2 separate regions of the Gossypium hirsutum genome follow, and region 2 is linked to region 1. Evidence: chromatin contacts called from public Hi-C data. All regions are on one chromosome and are shown on one strand. Each heading gives the region's core, a stretch centred on a gene start, on an enhancer-like site or on the middle of the called end of the contact. The rest is flanking DNA. Distances are from core to core; before and after follow the strand shown.

Evidence for each region. A called contact is a pair of places that touch in the nucleus more often than the background predicts.
Region 2: a contact with region 1 is called in a Hi-C map of leaf, with 2.2 times the contacts expected there. The contact joins the promoter of LOC107894185 here to the promoter of LOC121212239 in region 1. A contact is called at or near these places in 8 of 34 Hi-C or Micro-C datasets (callus and leaf).

Annotation. Positions count from the first base shown.
Region 1 is chrA13:6,398,278-6,404,672 of Gossypium_hirsutum_v2.1, reverse strand. LOC121212239 (probable 1-acyl-sn-glycerol-3-phosphate acyltransferase 5) reads right to left here and starts at 2,658. Exons shown (of 4, transcript XM_041084633.1): 1 at 2,521-2,658; 2 at 1,117-1,817; 3 at 719-849; 4 at 1-92. The coding sequence starts at 1,679. LOC107894193 (4-hydroxy-3-methylbut-2-enyl diphosphate reductase, chloroplastic) reads right to left here. Exons shown (of 10, transcript XM_016819422.2): 6 at 6,224-6,329; 7 at 6,037-6,131; 8 at 5,721-5,906; 9 at 5,546-5,632; 10 at 4,734-4,989. The coding sequence ends at 4,924.
Region 2 is chrA13:6,565,897-6,571,927 of Gossypium_hirsutum_v2.1, reverse strand. LOC107894185 (phosphoglycerate mutase-like protein 1) reads right to left here and starts at 3,634. Exons shown (of 12, transcript XR_005907407.1): 1 at 3,449-3,634; 2 at 2,327-2,388; 3 at 2,064-2,171; 4 at 1,841-1,920; 5 at 169-331.

The sequences.
Region 1 (6,395 bases), core at 1,409-3,908:
GATGTGAATATGAACTTCAGAAGGGTCAACCCCAAAGACGTTATCCAAGAATGATGGACAGCGATGCTTATATCCAATGGTCACATCGTAAACTGAAAACAAACCAATAGGTCATGGAAATTTGTCGAAGTGCCTAAACTGGGTTTATCAGATGAAAACTAAAAGTAAGCATTCTCCTAGCAATCAAACAGATTAGAAAGTAGAATAATCGAGTTTATCCTATGCCTAAATTTCAGTCTTACTGGAGCCTATTTGAAACCTTGGAAAAAAAATTATTTTTCATTACGCAAAAGTTAAGAACTCTCTACCTATCCTTCCATTTCTTGAATCTAAAAAAAGGAAACAGGATAGGTCTGAATTAAAATTCTTGATCAGCTCTAGACCAGACAAGAAACCAAGGGTTATCGTAAATAGGGAAAGTTCAAATCTTTCTACATTGTGAAAGGTTATCACTCTTCTCCAACCTGTGCCACATTTGGCTAAGTTCTAGCAGCTAGTGACCTTAGTTTAGGTAGTGTGCTAGGAAGGAAAGGGGGAAAAAGAAACCGATCATCTTTGTAAAGTTGTAGTTACATGAGAAACCGGTCTCTTATGCTATTGACTCCATCTCATGATGAGAAAACCTATTGCTCTACAACTACCTATCAATGCGCTAGAAGAGCCTCCACAGACAACCAATTGCTTAAAACAACAGAAGAGCATATAGAAGAAAAAAAACCTGCATCCAAAGTGCTCCTCAAATCTTCCAAGCAGGCATTAAAACCCTTTGATTTTGGAAGCAGCAAATTCTTTAGGATAGGCAAGCCATTTTCAGCTGCATATTTTTTATTTCTTAAGCACTTCTGCTCACTGCAAGGAAAAGAATAATTAAAGGCTTAGTGCACTGCAAGTGCAATAGCAAAGAACTCAAGGCAAACTAGTGATAAATTTCCAGTGTCGTGATGTTCGCATAAATTGCGATGATTCCAAAATAAAATAAAATAAAAAGACAATAGTGCACTGCAAGTGCATCAGCAAAGAACTCAAGGCAAACTAGTGATAAATTTCCAGTGTCGTGATGTTCGCATAAATTGCGATGATTCCAAAATAAAATAAAATAAAATAAAAGGAACATACGTGAAATCTGTTCCTTCTGGAAAGAGAACAAGCCAAAGGGGATCTCGAGGATCTTTGAATTTTGAAAGCATCTGGCGCATTTTTGCCTCATCAACCTCCCACTTCCTTTCCACAGGGATGAACTCCAAAATTTGGAATGACCAACCAAATACAGGTAATTTCATTAAGCTGCTCTTAAGGATGTACTTTATGTATCCCAGGGAATCTTTCCGCAATGCAAGATCCCACAGGTACATCCAGTCAACCTCAGTTCTGTGGTTGCAAATAAGTAAAACTCGTTCCCTTGCAGGAACATCATCTCCAGAAAAAATGACCTTGGTTTTGTTTATTTTCTCAAATAGAAAAGGCCATAATGCTAACCAAGAACTAAAGAAGAAAGCTGTTACTTTTCGGCTGTAATGTACGCTGAAAAGCCTCAATACAACAGTACTAAAAAAGCCACAATACACTATCATCATAAAAGCTGTTAAAAGCAACACTAGCAAACATATCAGACCCCTTAACACCCTAAGCGGGGTCAACCTACGATGCCTTGTTTCATGTTTCGCACTTGGAACTTCCATACCTTACAACTCCCAATCCGTACCTTTCAAACAAAATAAACTGCACAGACTCTATAATATGAACTTATCTACTTAGAAACTAACCGACAGGACGTCTAGCCCCAAGCGAACATGCAGAAAACACTGAAAATCAAGACACTGCAGAAAACAAAGTTAAGTTTAGTGCAATAATTCAAAAGCACTGAAAAGCGAGCTACAACATACGGAGAGCAAAGATTAATCAAATACTTAAGTTCAACCAGCATTTAAAAGGATGAAGACCAAAGGGCAACTTAGTATCAAATGATCTTCCTCGAAAAGCATGCTTGCTTCCTAAGCATAAACCTCTAATTTCTTAACAAAAATAGCAAGCCATTATTACTTCACTCTTAAAGTCAAGAAGATACCATCGAAGCATTCCTTTTTTATAAAATAAAAAAAAATTCTACATTCAGATAATGCTAACTAAGATTCAGTTAAATAAACTCTCCAAAGCATGTTCAAATAAATAAATAAATAAACAGATACAAAAAAGACAAAAGCTCGTCGTCTACCTAATCACTGAATAAATAATAAGTAGAATAATTAGTTACAAATCTTGCAAATAAAGAAACGGATCTGAATGCTGGATAAGATGTTGCTCAAAATCCACGCAAATAAAGCAAATATCCTTAAAGATCCTGTTTGGTTGCTCGGAAAATTTTAAGAACGGGAATCTTAAAAGGAAAATAAAGCAAATTCCATGGCGGCATTTTATCAGCATCAACCATATACACACACACTTATACATATATATACACTTAAAAGAAGATTAAAATTATCTGAAAATTTTTATAAAAAAATGGGGAAAGTGAGTGTTTACCTTTAAATAGTTAGGGTTCAGGTTTTTAACGGTAAATAAAAAGAAAAAAAAAAAGAATCTGCCGGAAAAATCGGAGAACTTGGGATTTTGGTCTATTTATGAAGAGTTGAGCTTAGGAGGTGGAGGGTTTAATGAAATGGACACAGAATTGAGTCTAAATTACAGATCCTGCCACTATTTATGGCTTTTTAAAAATAGAACCAAAATTTCAATTTAAAAATTAATAATTTTAAATAAAATATTAAATACATAATAAATGATGATAAATATATGCATCTAACTTGATACCTGACTTATCTCTGATAGCAGTTATACCTGAAAAAATTTTCGAATTAATAGGGTTCACGAGTTTTATTTTAACATTTTAATTAGATTTGAAATTATTTCGAATTGAATCTAGTAAAATAAAACTATAAACGAATCAAATTAGGTAAAATTATTAGAGTTAAATTAAAAAAATTAAACATGTCAAATTAAAATCTTGTTACAATATAACTATTTTCATGTTACATCACGTAAATTTAAAACCATATATATTTGAAAAAAATTTAAAGAAAAATAAGATACTTTAGTATGACAAACTTGAATCATTAATTAACTTATTTAGATCCTAAAATTATTATTTTAGAAAATTTTAAAATTTTTAATTTTATTTATATATTTTTTAGAATTTTTTTAAAAAAAATTCTTTTTTTAAATATAAATTTTGAAATTTTTATAAATATTTTGAATTTTAAAATTTATTTTTAATTTTTTTTAGAGATACTAAGTTGTTCATTTTCAACATTGATATGAACTAAAACGACAATTATACCAATTTATTATTCAAATTGTATTTTAGAAAATATTATTTATTTTTAAATATATATACGAATAGAGGCGTAATTATTTGGTAATAGAAGAGTAATTCGGTAAACAATATGTGTTAAAAAGAAATACATAAAAGAGTAAAAACATTTTTCTAGATTTTTATTTTTAATATTTATATTTAAAAATGAAAAGAATGAATAAAAATGAAAAGAATTGAATATCTTCATTCTTCATTTTTATTTCAAGATTTCTTAATTTTTAACTAAATTGACCGCATAACTCGAAATATCAAGCAAGCAACGCTTGGTTGTTGATTTTTTTGGCTAAATTCAAAATGAGCCCCTGAATTTTCTATTTTTTTTATGTAAAGTCCTTGTGTTTTTTCTTGTACCTGAATAAGAACTATAAGGTTTCTTATGTAGACAGCTTGGCAGTTAAACATGGCTTTCACAAAATTCAAAAACTGAACCATTTTCGATCTCTAATTCTCTATAGAGGATGGCTGATGAATCCCAAACTTAGTTTAACTAATTTATTTAAAAATAAAAAGTAAAATTGATCAAATATAACATTCGAATATTATCAATTGTAATTCTTTTTACGGTTGGTTGAAATTTGATGAGTACTAAAAACTTATAAAACCATCTATAAATATCAAACATTTCTTCAATATTTGTTGTATCATATGATAAAGCGCTTAATGTTTATTGAGCAAGGTTTCGAAATTGAATTAAAGTAAGGTTACGAATTTGAATCATGTGGTGTGATGGTTGTTTATCTTATCCCTTAATCATGAGGTTGATTGTTGTTTATCTTATCCCTTAACCATGAGGTTAGACATTCGATCCTCGCCCATTAGAATAGAGCACGTTTCATGGTTAGTCGTTTACCTCTTTTAGAACACTCACAACGAAGGGATAATTAGTTACTATAAACAATAAACACCTTGATTTCGACAAAAAAGAGGTTTCAAATTTGAGTTTTGAAAATAGTGAAAACAATATTAGAAAAGTTTTGCCTTTTGAATAAGATCCTATCCAGCTCAATTTCTGATTTAGTCAAGGTACATTAGTTTCGAGACATTCCAACATCGGAACAACAATAAAAATCAATAGGTTTTGACACATGAATGTCTTGTCTCGAGACACTAATAAAATATGAAATTTAAGTTCTAACTCCATTTTTGACCTTGAACAAATCATAGACTTGTTAAATAATATACTTGAATGATTGTGAATGACGATTAATTTGAATTACATGATATTTACACGTTGAACTTTGTGATACTACATCAAATTAGTCAGAGTTGCTTTAGTATCATAATATAATGTCTTATATTCGAATACGGTAACTGGGTCCGAGAGTCACATTTAGTGGTGAATCTTATGCCAAAAGAAAGAAAAGGCAAAAAGAAAAACCATTTCATGATACATAATTACTCAACATTATCTGATTTCAAGTACGCGCAGATCCTAAAGATTAAAGAGTCCTTCACTTCAACTATACACTGACAACATTATACTATCAGTACCGAACGAGCACCAATGGCTGACCCACCTGTGTAAACCTACATACATATATACATACATACTTTTATGCTACTTGCAAGGCCTCCTCCCGTTTTATGTCAAACACCTTGACGAGGGCATCTTCCACAGCCTGATTAATCCAATTTCACAAAACAATAGTATTATTTGTGTTTATATATATATATATTATACTTACATTCATATTACAAGTCAACTAAACATCAACTTAGTTAAAAAATAATTAAAATATCTTTTTTTATATACAAAATAAATTATATTATTACAGAGTGTGTTATCTTTTTATATTTTTATATAAATCATATAAACATAAATATACATATAGTAAAACTTTAACTTAAAAGATTATGATATTTAGATCTTCAACTTTACCGTTTCAACTAAAACTTCAATTACTTGTTACATAAATTTTTAATATTTCTTTTTCCACACACATGGTGAATGTGTATATAGTTGTGCATAGTGAATCTAGAAAGTAGACATTGGCCTTGGCGCCCTTAAATGTCAAAATTACTTTTAAGTCTTTTTTCGAAAATTATAAATTAACATAATCATGAAATTACACTTTGCCCCCCAAAATTTATTATTCAATTTAGGCCCTAAAACTTTTTCTTACCTTAGCCCTTGTGTGTACGTGTGTGTATATACACATATAACACTAGAATTACCTTATCTGGTGTGGAGGCACCAGAAGTGACACCAATTGTAATGTGGCCCTCCGGTAGCCAGTTTTCCGTTTCAACAAGCTCCCCATGCTGGTACAACACAATTTTGCATAAATTAGAATATTAAGAACTGCAACTAGAATACCCCCTTTTTTTTCTCTAGGCAGTTCATGCTTACTTTCAATTTGTGAGCTATCCTGTTTCCCGGACCAATTCTCCGTTCACTGTCGATCCAATATGAGGGGATCCCGCTATCCTCGGGAATTTCTTGAAGGTGTGAAGTGTTGCTCGAGTTCCACCCGCCGACTACTAACATAAGATCCAAATCTTCCTCCACTAACTTATACATAGCATCTTGTCGCTCCTGAAAAATGATGATAAAATGGCTTAAATTCAATGACCAACACAACAATGATTTCAATATCCAATCAGTTAAGGGGATGAAAACAACAAGGACTGCACATCATTGCATCGGTCGCAAATATTCAACTTACTTGCGTTGCATCACAAATTGTGTTAAAGCTTAAGAAGTGATAATTGATGTTTTCGACTCCATATTTCTGCATCATTGTCCTCTCAACTAATTTCCCTGTTAAACCGAAATGTAACGTGTGTATGAAGCAGTAATTACTTGGCAAAGAAGAATGATGATGTATAGCAAGTGCATAAAGTGCCACTAACCAATTTCCTCAGTCTCTCCCTTCAGCATTGTAGTTTGATTTGCAATGCCAAGTTTTACCAGGTCATGATCTGGATCGAAGCCCTCTGAGGTAGCAAGTTTAAATTTCTGCAAAAGAACCAACAATCATGCGAACATATATTTGACATATGAAGAAAAGAAGAAACGAGATGA
Region 2 (6,031 bases), core at 2,385-4,884, 170 kb before region 1:
ATCCAAATATGTCAAACACGTGTCAGTCATAGAACAATAAGAAAAACGAAGCAGCTGATTAGCATAGGTCCTCCTGGTTAACTACTATTATTCAAGCAATCTCAAGGTTGTCCGTGAACAATACATTGAGAGGGAACCTTTACAGCAAAAAAGTGACATGAGACTAACCAAATGTTCTCGGCAAAGTTCTACTGCAACGATCGGTGGGCAGTTTAGACTTGAAATTGCAGCACGACCACTATTTCCTGCATTTGCCACCATAAGTGGCACTACATCCATCCTATCTGTATAACCATCACCACCAAATACCCCAACAGCTGTTTGCAATGTCCTAGAACATAAAGCAACCATTGTCAATTAATACATGTCTGATGATTTAATCATGTTTTTTATAAACCAAATTTAACTTCAAAGAACATCAATGTTAAATTATGATTCTACACAATAAAATATCTTCACCAAATTAATATGGAGCTTTACTAAACTAAGCTTTTACCTATTCAAAGCAGACTAACATCTTTTACAAACCATAAGAAAACAGCTTTGTTGAAGATCAAATGACTTGGAATAAATAAATAAACAAGTCATAAGAACTAATAGTGATAATCCCAGCTTTGTTGAAAAGGTTTACTATTGAATTTGGAATCAAAATTTGTGTCAACGCTTACACAGATTAACGCTAAGGTAGCTTTTGATGCTTTCCCATATTATGATTCCAATGGAATGTGATTGTCGGAAAAGTTACTTTGCAATGTTTGATATACATTGAAAGGTATTGATTAAAATCCAAGAAAGTTATATTGTTCCGTTTGGTTTAATAAGTACTTTCCTAAAATGTAATGTTAATTTACGGATTTAGCCTTATTAAATAAAATATAATATTCATGTATTTAATTTTTATAATAAACTTTATACTTAACAAATATTTGGATTAAATATTTAATAAAATTTTTTAATTGATATTTTTAATTTTTTTAGTTTATAATGTACATTGTTTCAAATTTGTCCTACATATATTTTCTAAATATAATAATGCACATATAAAATCATGTATATATACAACTTGTTTCGGAATAAATTAAAAAAAAATATTTATATATAACACTTGCGAAGAATCCGTTGAAGTAATAGAGAAAATCAAGTAGTAGGACAAAGGAAGAAGACAAAAACTTCTCTTTCTTTTTTCTTTTTTACATTTATTAATAGACTAATACCCTAAACCAATATAAAATAGGGTTAATTTTCTCTTAATATCTTTTTTACTTTCCAATCTACGTGGGAAAGTAACTCTCTCACATTTTATATGGAAAATCACATTGCCATGTTTATGGGAAAGTGACTCTGAAGGAAAAGTTAGATTTTAAGGAAAGCAAATAAAATTTGACATACCAAACATTGGAAAGTGTTTCCAACAGATTAAATTTCCAGGGAAGTGACTACTTTCCATCATACCAAACGCTATCTAAAACTTAATATGAAACTCAGTGGTTCCATTAGCATTACTCCTGTCACATTCTGCTTCAATTAACAAAAGTTCCCTTAAAGCAATATTCTAGTAAGGAAATGTTCCACAAACCTATTGAGCATGAATTATCAATCATAAATGGATTGATCCAGAAAGTTAAAATTTCATAGGCAACATGATTTAATTCTCCAAAGGGGAGAATGCGGTTATTAGATCCCTAAGCTTCCCACTCTTTAGCTAACATAGATTGAAGAATTCAGCAAATTAGAAACCTGCACGATACATATAGGTCCGAACTCCATGCATACGATGGCATAAGAAGACATATATCAAGGAAAGATTCTTAAAAGGAGTACAAAATCCTGGCACCATTACCTTAGCAAAGGGGATGTAATCACCAAATCAATCCTCTTAGCAAGGCCACATTCATGGACATGCTTACGCAAATTATCCACCTGCAGAATTACCAAAAATAAGGCTTCATATAATATTCCTCTCATAAGTATGCTTTGGATTGCAAATAAGAACATGACTTGAATGAAAATAGATTCAAAATGCGCCCAGGGACATATATTACAACACAATGACTGCTACTCACCTGTTGCCAGCCAAGAGGGGTAATGTGTGCATCAAAATATTCTGGAGACATGTATGCTTTATAGTTCTTATCTCCATCTACATTGTGGATCCCCTGAGCATGCCTCACCTGGATGTATTGTTTTATAAGACCACATTGCCTTGTTTTGCGAGCAAAAGCCAAGAAAGAAGGCAATCTTGAATATCCTTCAAACCAAATATATAGCAGCTTCAAATCTGCAGTGGATGTACTGCATTAAAAGGAAAAATAAATTCAATACCAACCAAGTGAAGAGTTTTGCAGCGGTGCAAAGGGAACAAGCTCGGGCCAGCACTGGTATCCATATCTGCAACCAATATGTAAGCTATAAATCGAATGTATGACGGAAAAAGATTGTCTAAGGAAATTAAATACCTTAAAGAAGTTCAATTAGAACAAGGATTTCAGAACTGCATACGGTCAATAGTATAATTACTTCATCAGATCAAAATATTCGTGTACAACAGCAAAAATACATGCAAGTTCAAAAGCAAAGCTAACTCAAGAATGATGCATGGCGTAAGCAGTAACCAACGTAATCAAAGACAACAGGAATCAACAAGGATTCCAAAACTGCATATAAGCAAAGTATAATTATGTCAACAGATCAATACATTCAGTTACAAATAGCAAAAATGAAATGCAAGTTTAAAAGCAGAACTAGCTCAACAACGATGTATGGTGTATGGCAGAAACCTATGTAATGCACCATGGAAACAGGAACTAACATGGCGACTACTGATACCATTATATTGGGGGAGCTCAACTGAATCTGTAATTAACATTTTACAATAACCAAGTTTGAAAACACCAAGTCAAATCTAGCTTTTAGGTGTCGTATTGACACCTTAATATGTATTTATAATTATATTTTGTCAAAAAACCTCCAATTTCTAAGGTTTGCTTAATTCATGAATATCATAAAAAGAGATCCAAAATACTTGAAAAAACTAGAGATCCCATCTTGTAATAAGTTCAGTGACAACTAGAGAATTCAAAAGGCAAAGGAATTTGCCCCAGAATCAACTAACCCAGAAGCTAAAAAGCACTAAAAGTAATTCAAGCTGGTGTCTTTCAGAGAAAAACCACAGATTTCCAACAAACCCACTTTTTTTTTCTTCAAAAAGTCACCAAATCTGCACCTTCAGGCAAAACCCATAGAACAAATTTAAAAAAAGAAAAACATACTGAATCAAACAAGAAACATAGTAACATAAAACCCAAAACAAAACCCATAAAATTTAAGACTTTTGGATGCTAATCTAAATAAATAAAAAACTGAAAAAGGAAAAAAAAAGGTATGGACCAAGCTAGAAAACATCAAAAAGGTGGGAAGTTGATAGGTCTTGAGGGATCTAAGAAGTAACCAGATGGGTGTTGCGAGAGAAATTGAAGATGTTGACTGACTCCGACTGGGACCTTACTGCAAACAATAATAGAGGAAAGGGATGATGAAGAAGACACAAGAGTTGGAGAATTGGGTCGATGACGTGGAAAACAATGACTGCAGTTTACTCCGATAGACATGGTGCTGTGATGCTGTCTTGTACTGCTTCCTATACACCATTTTAATTTAAGAATAAAATAATATGTACCTAAGATTAAAAATGAGATTAATTATTATATTGGGTGAGATTTAATACTATAATACTTAGTGAGAATAAAAATGAAAATTATTATAGAATATATTAGTATAAAATTAAAATTATTTTTAATAAAATTTTAAATTGTTAAACCTTTATAAACGTAAGAAATAATTGAAAACTACTATAATTACATTTATATCAAATAATGACTTTATTAATAACTGGCTAAAAAATAATAAAAATGTTAGAAATATATTATTGACACATTATTTTAAATAAAATAATTACATAAATCTATTTTAGAAAAAAATCATTATTTATAATTAAAAAACACAAATAATATAATTATAAATGAAATATTTTTTTAAACTTATTACAATATAAAAAAGAATTTGTTTTTTTTATTCTGTCTACTTTTATAGCACGTTTTCCGTTTGTTTTTATAGCCTATATTTTCTTTGTTTTTTCTTCTTCTTGTAATTTTTTTTTTGGATTTTCTTCCATTATCTCATATATTTCTACAGGTTTTCATTTAGTTGTATAACGGAGAACAAGATAACATGGTTATCCATTGGAGGAAGCATGGCAGATCACGTTGGAGGGAAATGAAGTGGTTTCAAACACTGAGTTTTGTCTAGTAGGTAATTTCTTAACTATAAGTTTTATATATTTTCAATCCATAGGCAACACTATGGTGAATCTATGGTATCCCATGGGGGTATGGCGATTACTAACATTGGTGAGAAAATATTTCAATTTTGATTTTTCTATGAGGTGGATGTTGATAAAGTGGCGGATGGTGACTCTTGGACATTTGACAATCACCTTCTTGGGTGTCATAGGTTGTCTAATAGTGAGGATATCTCTTTTTGTTGATTTTTAAGTCCAAATTCATGATATTCCAAATGGCCTTATGTTTGGAACGATGGTTAAACAATTTGATTATTTCATTGGCTCTTATATTGATTATGATGCAAAGTCGATAACATGAGGGTATAGAAGTTGTACAAGGATTTGAGTAAAGGTAGATGTTCACTTTTTATTGAAACAAAAGAAGCAAATAGTCATTATAAGGGTCAAATTTTCGTTCGATTCTAATATGAGAGATTATCATTATTTTGTTTTTTTAGTGAAAGACTTGGTCATAGTGAGAATTTTTATCTGATTCGAATTTTTCAAGGAAAGAAAGATTTGGTGATGGAATGAGACCTTTCAATCGAAATTGCATCAATGAAGGCTAGTCGAGTTTCCTGTATTTGGTTGAGAGATGATGGTGATTCAAACTTCCCTAATTTTAGGGAGGATGACAAGGGAAAGGAGAATTAACAATCATCTTCTTGTGTGTCATATGTTGTCTAATGGTGAGGATCCTTCATAAGTTCTTTTATCTTTTTATTGATTTCTAAGTTCAAATTCATAATCTTCTAAATGGCCTTATGTTTGTAACTATGGCTAAGCAATTTGATAATTTCATTAACTTTTATATTGATTATGATGCTAAGTCGGTAACATGAGGCTATAGAAGTTGTACGAGGATTCGGGTTAAGGTGGATGTTCACTCTCTATTGAAATGAAAGAAGCAAATAGTCCTTCCTTATAAGGGTTAAATTTACGTTCGATTCTAGCATGAGTGGTTATCATTGTTTTGTTTTCTTAATGAAAGACTTGGTCATGGTGAGAATTTTATCTGATATGGATTTTTCAGAAAGATTTAGTGATGAAATGAGACATTTCAATCAAAGTTGCACCAATGAGGACTAGTCAAGTTTCCTATATTTGGTTGAGAGATGAGGGTGATTCAGACCTCCCTAATTTTAGGGAGGATGACAAAGGAAAGGAGAATTATTAGGGTAATTTTCAAAATGCAAATTTCATCAAGGAATTTGGCATTAATCTAAGAATAAATTTAGCATAAAAATTCAGTTTTAGGCAAGATGGGCTGACATCTTCGATGGTAGACAAGGAAGTAATTATTGATGATATGAGGTTAGATATGGAAGAAAGCTCGATTGAATTGGCGGATGGAAAGAAAATACCTAGAGTTGATTCGATTGTTTTTAGTGTTTCTAAACATAAGCCTTGAGACATAAGTTGTAATGACATTTTTTAACCCGAAATTAACGCTTCCAATAGCTTTATTTCACCCTTAACAAGCATAAATGTTCGTAAACTTATTTTTTAGTATAAATACTCTTCAAGAATACTTCCAAATATACGAGAACAATATCCAAATTTAAAGATCAAAAGAAAAATCTTCAAATCTTCATTTTTTTTCATTTCTCCAGTAAATATTTTTTGAAGAGATTAATGTCAAATTTTTTATCATTCACATATCCTTGCATTTAGAATTCAAAGTGGTAAACT